Regions from separate parts of the Mus musculus genome. Here regions 1 and 3 are each linked to region 2. The links are chromatin contacts, called in public Hi-C maps. All regions are on one chromosome and are shown on one strand. Each heading gives the region's core, a stretch centred on a gene start, on an enhancer-like site or on the middle of the called end of the contact. The rest is flanking DNA. Distances are from core to core; before and after follow the strand shown.

Region 1 (2,700 bases), core at 3-2,502, 580 kb after region 2:
AGCAATCAAGTCCTCTCTGGACCGAGGCGCGATATGATGACCTTTGTGCTCGAAGCCCTCTCCTTTGCCGGGATGATACGCATAATTGAGATCTGCGAACAAAGAAAGATGAGACAGGAAGGGACTTGAGCGAATGACACCCTGCGTGCTGGGGCAGGGCAGGGTTCACGCCCTCACTAGCAGAGCTGGCCCTCAGCCCAGTATCTGCATGATGAACATGAAAGCCACCAACTCAATTACCTCAAAGGCCTTTTCTGCCTCCATTTTTTTCTCACTACAGGGACTATGCACCCTGCCAGAGGCCTTGTACTCTCTCAAGTCCTTCATCCTAGCCCGCCCACGCCTCCCCCCCCCCCAATTCCAAACCCGTGGTTAATGGCTGCCATGCTCCTGTCACATCCCAGGTTGCACAATGCCGAGCAACAGGCAAAAATCTGGAAAGCTGGTCAAGTGGGGAGAAGAGCCACTGAACCTCACTTTAAGATGTTGCTGTGAAGACGCCTCTAGGCTGGAGAGGATGCGGGGTCTGGAAAGTGCTTGCCTTTTAGCAGGAGGACTTGAGATGGACCCACAGAACACATGTCAAAACATCCAGGCGAGTGTGGTGGCATGCTTGTGCCATCCCAGCTCTGAGGAGGCAGAGACAGGTAGATCCCTGGGACTATCTGGCCCAACATCCTAGCCTAATTAGTAAACCTCAGGGCTCAGTGAGAGACTCGGCCTATAAAACAAGGTTGATGGTTTCTAAAGAATGATGGCCAGTACCAGGTAGACTCCCATACATACATGTGTGGGGAGAGAGACAACGAGAGAGAGAGAGAGAGAGAGAGAGAGAGAGAGAGAGAGAGAGAACAGGCCACTGAGAGCAGGGACTACACGCCCTTTTGTTCCCAGCAGAAGCTCCATCCGCAGCTACAGACCTGACCCACAGCAAAGGCTCAGTAAATATTTGTGGCATGGGCCAGAGACCACTTTATGCATAGTGCGTGTGGACATGCAGAACAGAAAAGGGAGCAGGGCTTCATGGTCCCTGTGGTAGGGTCAGGACCCTGCCGGGCCTTGGTGTGAGTGAATACCTAGTGTGTTCCTCCTCAGGCCCTCACTCCTATTCTAAGGAGCACCATAGCCCCAGAGACAAGGATCTTGACACAACACCCAAAGCTGGCCCAGAACACATGACTAGCGTGGCTGCGGGCTTGAGCATTTTCTCACCAATCCGGGCTAAATATAAAACGGGAGAAATGAAAGGGGATGTGGACAGGACATGTGGGAGGTGGACCAGAAGGAGCGATCAGAGGGAAGCTGGCCACCAGCCTGTTTGGTAGTAAGCAAGCTAATCACAGAGGAAATTTAAAGTGAGTTTCCTTGAAGGAACAGGGAGAGAAAAAAACTACAATTGTTCCCCTCTGCTCTGTGTCCCAGCCCACGCCCTCCATCTGGACCCAGAGAAGTTATGAGAGGTCAGAGGACTGACCTTCTGAAACACTTCCAGGCAGCCAAGAAATGCAAACACATCCACATATGCATGCGAATATACACATATGCACATCCATAAACACACACTCATATGCATGTATACACATACAAACATCCATAAACACACCCACTCACACATGCATATATATATACCCATACACATCCATAAACACACACATTCATATGCACATATATACACATCCATAAACACACACACGTTCACACATATACATATATACATACATACACACACATGCATACATACACACACACTCACACATGCACATATATACATACACACACTCACACATGCATATATATACACACATCCATAAATACACACACGTTCATACATGTACATATATACATACATACACACTCACACATGCACATATTTACATACATACATACACACACACTCACACATGAACATCTATACATACACCCATCCATAAACACATACACACACTCATATGCACATATATACATACACGCATCCATAAACTCATACACACAAATGCATATACACATACACACATCAAAACCCCACATACTCACGAGCACATATACACGTATAACACACACTCCGAGAAATTAAAAGACATAATATAAGAAATGAAAAAAACACTTCAAGGCTGTTGTTGCCTTTTGCTCTGTTCCGTGTTATTGGGCAGTTTTGTTGGGTTTTGTTTTGTCTTACATTATTTATTTATTTGGAGACAGCACATGCATGCTATGACACACATGTAGAGGTCAGAGGACAACTTGAGAGAGTCGGGCCTTTTCTTCCATGGTGTGGACCCTGGAAAAGAACTCAGATCAACAGGCTTGGCAGCTTAGTGCCCTTACCCACTGAGCCATCTCACTGGGCCCTGTGTTAGAGGGAGCTTTGTGTGGCCTTGTTTGTTTGTTTGTTGTTTCGAGATAGAGTCTTGTGCATCCCAACTTAGCCTAGAGCTCAATTTGTGACAACCACTGTCCTCTTCTGCTCGGGACCTTCCCAGGACCCCCCTCTGGCTTATTTGACAAAGCCTGGGGTCCTGAAAAGAGCTAACAGTAACCTCACCTTCCACCCTGACAAAACCTCAAGTGACTGACTCTCTGTGGCCTACGAGACAGGCCATCTGCTCCCTTCCTGCCTGGGTTTGTGACTCCCCCTCTCTACCAGAAGCATTTTTTTCTCTTGTCTACCTCACCAGCCTCATGCACCTGTTGAGGTGGGTC
Region 2 (2,700 bases), core at 54-2,553:
GTTTCTTTCAAGATTTGTTTTTATTTATGGAAGCACGTGCCCGTGAAGGCCTGAAGGGGCCATGAGTTCCCTTGGAGTAACAGACATTTGTGAGCCACGTATGGTGTGTGCTGAGATCTGAAATCTGACCCCTGATAGAACAATAGTAAATACAATTAACTGCCGAGCCGGCTCCCTAGCTCTGGTGTTTGTTTGTTTGTTTAAAGCATGTAAGATTTGCACCAAGGCCTGAACTGAAATCACATGGTGACAGATAAGGCACTTTGACAAGACTGAAGTCCACTGTGGCTTGTGTTAATTTACTAGACAACTCCTGGTGACATGCAAGTGTCTAGAGAATCCCTTCTGAGCTGTCACTCCCACACAATCAGTCATGCACGTGGATCAGAAACCACCAATGGCACTGAGAGCACAGCAGACCTCACTGGTGGCTCCTCCGGTTTCCCTGCTCTAGGCATGGAGCAAGATTTCCCTAACCAATAATGAGCTCCTGTTTTAGTAAGAGAGTGTCAGACAGAGAGAGAGGGAGAGAGAGAGGTGAGTGATGTTGACCGCTGACCTCCATACACACAGGAGACTAAAGACAGTTCCCAGTGGTGGAGCACCTGCATAGCCTTTAGGGTTCCCTGAGTTCATCACTGCAAAACACGCGAACAAGCAAATGAATCTTGTGGACGGTATACCACTTTAAATCCAGGACTGGCTGGGTTGTAGCTCGTCAGCAGGGAGCTCTCAATATCCCCTTCTCCCAACTGTGAGTGCTTCTCTAGAACTGATAGGTGGTGGGCCTAAGGTAAGCCTAGCTTGTCTCCCTGAAGCCTCATCTGGGTGAACCTGGAGCAAATGTCAAGCCTATGGGTGGCACATACTCATGCTGGCTCTCCCAAGCCTTAGAGTCTTGAGATGGGTAGGAGAAGCGGCCAGCCAGGCCTGGCCTGAGCCCCAGCTGCCCTGGGCTTCCATCCACGCTGCCTCACCATGCCCTTTCCAGACACATCAGGTCCCTCCTCCTCCTTGGCAGGCATGCCCATTAGTTCATAGTGAGGACTCTTTCTTAATTGCCTTGGGACTTCCCCCTGACTAACTGGGGGAAAAGTTGGCATCCTGTCCATCATACCAGCAAAACCAATCTGAGAGCAGAAGCATGGAGTGCTGGCGAGACTGGAGATGCTGGCACATTTAGTTGGAACGATTATGTCTTTAAAAAGGCAGTTGTGCAATCTATAAAGTTTGCAGCAGGGACTCTAGTGCCCTTGGCTTCTGCTTCTGAGATATGCAAACTGCGTGTTTTCTTTAACCGTCCTCTTCCCCATGGCTCTGCCTAAGATACGAATAACCTTTTCCTCTTTTCTCTTGCTCTTGCCCACTAACTCCTGGAACCACTCGCTGTTCTTGTCCAAGCTACCTTTGAAGGAAGATTAACCCACTGGCAGGGTTAATCTTCACTTTGAGGTCTACAGACTTAGCTCTCTTGGCAGAGTACTTGCCCAGCATGTGCAAAGCCCAGGGTTCAATCCCCAGCACTGCATAAACTGGTTGTGGTGATCTGCACCACTCCTAGCAAGTGGGAGCTGGAAGCAGGCGGATCAGAGAAGTTCAAGGTTTGAGAGTAGCCTAGGATACTGCTTCAGTCTCTCAGATATCCAGGATGACAGACCAGCACCACCACGCTAGGTAGGCTGTTCACATCTCTATCCTAAACCCAGGGAGATGGATTCCAGGAAGGAAGATATCTGAAAGGGGGATTCTAAGACCCATTGCCTGAGATGAGCTGCAGATCAAAGGGCCTAGCGTCTGATGAGCTCTGCTGCACGCCAACTGCTGGCTCTTGTAGGAGGGAGTGTTATCTTCAGGCCACCACAGCCATTCCTATCCACATCGTGTAGATAAGTAGACAGAGGCTCAGAGATTAACTCAGAGGCCCAGGACCCCACAGACAGAAAGTGGCAGTAGCCTGGCAGACATGCCCCCCACTGCCCCCCTCTTCTGCGGAAAGACCAAGCCCAGTGTTGAGCAGGCAGAACCTGGCTACAGGATGTGTTGTTTGGCCCAACTGAGGCTTCTTTAAAATTTGGAAATTTTTTTTTACAGAAGTTCAGGAGAAGGGAAATTAGAAATCTGGCAAAAGAATGTTCTTGTTCCTCATGGCAAGAGTGACCTGGAACTGTGTGGGGGCTGAGACCTTTGAGCAAGCCTGGCCAGCTGTCCCGTTCCAAGTCTGTGACTGGCCTGCATGGCTCCTGTATATTGTTATCTCCTGGACTCCTAAGACTGTGCATGCCTCTGTCCCCTGGCCTGGGGACTAGCTCTGACTCGATATCTCATTGAAGGGGACAGCTAGACTATGCAGACCCTGGAGGCCTCTGACTCCATGAAACCCCTACATGCTCTGTCCCTCTTCTTTTCTCTACTGTCTCTCCCCTTCCTTCTGTCCCTGGTCTGCCCGCTCCCAGCTTGGCTTCTAGCACACTCACGCATATAAGCATGCACATACACCACACAGTACAGTGGTCTCTCTGCAGGCCTATGGACTTGGGTGTGTCTCTGTCTTTGCATCACACACACACACACACACACACACACACACACACACACACACACCCAGAGAGAGAGAGGGAGAGAGAGAGAGAGGGAGAGAGGGAGAGAGAGAGAGAGAGAGAGCAGTGTACTCTACCAGAGAGCAGGGATGTACTATCTCTC
Region 3 (2,700 bases), core at 115-2,614, 520 kb after region 2:
CAAAAAGTGGTCTCTCTCCCTACTACATCCCCAAGCATCCAGAGCTTGAGCCAAGGTAAATAGACTGAAGGACTGAGGAAGACTTGCATCTCTAGCCAGTCCCACCCAGGAGTAGCCTTATGAAGAGGTTGGAGCCTCAGGAGTTGGCCATCCTAGAGGAGGGACAACAAAGTCATTCCAAAAAGAAGTACCCCACAGCTGAGTGCCAAGGAACAGTTCCATGTCCCGCCCCAATCCATCCCTAGGTGACTGCCCACAGATCATGCCTGACATTCTGGAGGACAGATCATCTGCCCATGTGGGAGGGGTCACAGCCGGGAAGTAAAGGACAGTGACCTACAGAAGACAGATAGGGAGTGTGGGAAATTTGGTGTCACTAACAACCTCTCTTCCTAGAGAGCCAAGCAGGGCTAGAGGTGACAGATTTCACCTGACCTTGGTCTTGTGTGATCTGGAGATGTGTCAATCATGACCACGTGCCAACACCAAAGGAGATCAAACAGGAGCAGAGGCTGGAACAACTCCTGGCAGAACAGCACAGCCAGCTAACAACTCTCAGAGTCTGTTTCCTTCCCATCCCTTCCCCAAGACCAAAGTGCCTCCCTGAGCCTGATCCTCAACACATGGACCTCAAGGTACAAGGACCAGATGAGAACCCCAGATCACCTGAGCCCCTTTTTACAGAGACGGAAACCGAAGCTCTGGAAAGGAAAGGCTCAGCAGAGCATACATGCAGCTGCTGGAACGGAACACCAGTTCAAAGCAGAGCAAGGATGAAGCTCTCCATCCCACATGGCACCACCCCTGCATCACCCCACCCCCAGGCGCATCTGTCCGTGAAAACTGTTACTGTCAGTCGCCGCCCTCCCCAACCTCCATCCTTCCCTTCTTCCTGAAACCAGAACATTGTGCAGAGTAGAGAGGTGGGAGTAGGGCAGCCAGTGGGCAGAAGTGTGATGGTGAAACTCAAGGTACTGGAGAGAAGAAGTCTGGGGACAGCCTCATCACTTTGGGCCATGCAGCCTGGCTGTTGGTACACTGCGCCCCACTGTGCTTTGTCCTGGCTCCTAGCTTGCCCTCCCAGGTTTGACGCACAGCAGTGAAATGCAGAGCTGACCGAGAGAAAAAGCACCTAATCATGTAAGACCCACTCCTGAGAAGCCAAGGCGCGTCACACCCCCAGGTCCTGGTCCCAGGTGCTCTCTGTAGCCCACTGGATGTAGTTGGCCTCATACAGCCATATGAAACTACAGTTAAAAAGGCACAGCAGCAATCCGGAGCTCTCCCTGTTTACGACAGAGTACCACCTCCTACAGCAGCCGCACCACCTTCGCCCACACATGCCTGATGCCACCAAAACAGGCTGTCACAGCAGAGACAGGCCTCTGGTGCCCTCTACTGTTTGACACTCCTGCACCATAGCTGGAGGATGGCACCAAGGCTGGCAGGGGAGACTGGGGAATGGCACCTGCCCCCATTGGGTTGTCCCAGTTTATAACAGCCCCTCCATCCATTTTCCAAGGGGATCCAAAAAAGCATGATACCGCTGCCAGGGGTAGATCAGCAGGGTGTGTCTTGTTGACAGACCACCTAGAGGAATGGCTTGCTAGTGAGCCAGCATGGTAGTGCACATCTGTAATCCCACACCCAGAGAGGCTGAGGCAGGAGGATCCCAAGTTCCAGCCAATCTGGGATGCCTAGGGAGACCCTGATCAGAAAAGAGCTGCTAGTAAGACAGGCTCCTCTCCATCATGGACTGTCTCTCTGCAGAGGCTGCTTCCAGTGTCCCCAACTTGTAGTTCAAGGTCATCACTACTCACAAGGACAATAGCCTCCCTAATTCTGCCCTACTTAGGATCCCCAAGAGTCAAAGAACACAGAAGTAAAATAGCTAGAGATGTATGGCTAGGTATGGAGAGCCACATACAAAGACACATGCCTCTCTCTCCTCTCTCTCTCTCTCTCTCTCTCTCTCTCTCTCTCTCTCTGTCTGTGTGTGTGTGTGTGTGTGTGTGTGTGCGTGCGCGCGCGCTCATGAATATACATATAAAGAGAAAGAAGGAGGTCGAAAGGGAGAAGGGGAAACTGTTGTGAACTGTCCCCTGTCCACTGTCTGCAGAGCTGACCAGTGCCTAAAGCTTTTGGGACGAGATGACATAGCCGGGAGTGTCTAACCCACCTGACAGCAAGTACAGGCCAGAATATATGGGAATTTGGCCCAAGACAAAACTTTAAACTTACTTAAAATACTATGAAGTGGTTTCTGTTGCAATTTTTGTAACTTGAGTGCATGATTCTCAATCACGAACTCTGTAGATGATGTCATTCTGCCTGCTGCCACTCAAAATAACCATAGGCCTGGTCTAGCAATGCCTGGGCCATGGGTAGGATGTCCCTGGAATAAAGTGCAGCTCAAGACAACTCTTCATCAACCAATATGCCCCCAGAGAAGCCAAAGAGAGGGGCTCCTCGGCTCTAGATCACAGTCTCTAGTTCAACTTCACAACATCGGCCTGGAATCCACTGGATTTCTAATCACCTAGACAGAAACAGGCAGTGGGCTTGATTGATTTAAATGTTAGTCTCGGACATAAAATATTTTGTGATACCTTGGCTGGTGTCTGACTAAACCACCAGTCACCGTAGCATATGCAAATCAACACATGCCATCAGCCATCGCACTCCTCGTGGGCTTTGTGT

The links. Hi-C and Micro-C count contacts between places; a contact is called where the count stands out from the background.
Region 1: a contact with region 2 is called in a Hi-C map of bone marrow-derived macrophages, with 15 read pairs. The contact joins two enhancer-like sites. A contact is called at or near these places in 1 of 484 Hi-C or Micro-C datasets (bone marrow-derived macrophages), 3 of 115 datasets of contacts at active chromatin or transcription factors (embryonic basal ganglia and embryonic stem cells) and 1 of 9 other capture datasets (embryonic stem cells).
Region 3: a contact with region 2 is called in a Hi-C map of bone marrow-derived macrophages, with 14 read pairs. The contact joins two enhancer-like sites. A contact is called at or near these places in 1 of 15 datasets of contacts at CTCF or cohesin (large pre-B cells), 6 of 484 Hi-C or Micro-C datasets (bone marrow-derived macrophages and liver), 2 of 115 datasets of contacts at active chromatin or transcription factors (liver and pancreatic cancer cells) and 1 of 9 other capture datasets (embryonic stem cells).

Annotation. Positions count from the first base shown.
Region 1 is chr9:61,884,924-61,887,623 of GRCm38.p6, forward strand. All of the region lies in intron 1 of Gm34974 (a long non-coding RNA gene), which reads right to left. Among named protein-coding and RNA genes, the nearest start is that of Gm34974, 12 kb to the right of the region's middle. Within about 2 kb of position 1,253, at least 8 of the 459 cell types and tissues checked have an H3K27ac peak or open chromatin away from gene starts, as enhancers often do. A contact at or near this core is called in bone marrow-derived macrophages, where this site is marked.
Region 2 is chr9:61,308,913-61,311,612 of GRCm38.p6, forward strand. No RefSeq gene overlaps it. Among named protein-coding and RNA genes, the nearest start is that of Gm51683, 4.5 kb to the right of the region's middle. Within about 2 kb of position 1,304, at least 31 of the 459 cell types and tissues checked have an H3K27ac peak or open chromatin away from gene starts, as enhancers often do. A contact at or near this core is called in bone marrow-derived macrophages, where this site is marked.
Region 3 is chr9:61,829,082-61,831,781 of GRCm38.p6, forward strand. No RefSeq gene overlaps it. Among named protein-coding and RNA genes, the nearest start is that of Gm34828, 8.0 kb to the left of the region's middle. Within about 2 kb of position 1,365, at least 19 of the 459 cell types and tissues checked have an H3K27ac peak or open chromatin away from gene starts, as enhancers often do. A contact at or near this core is called in bone marrow-derived macrophages, where this site is marked.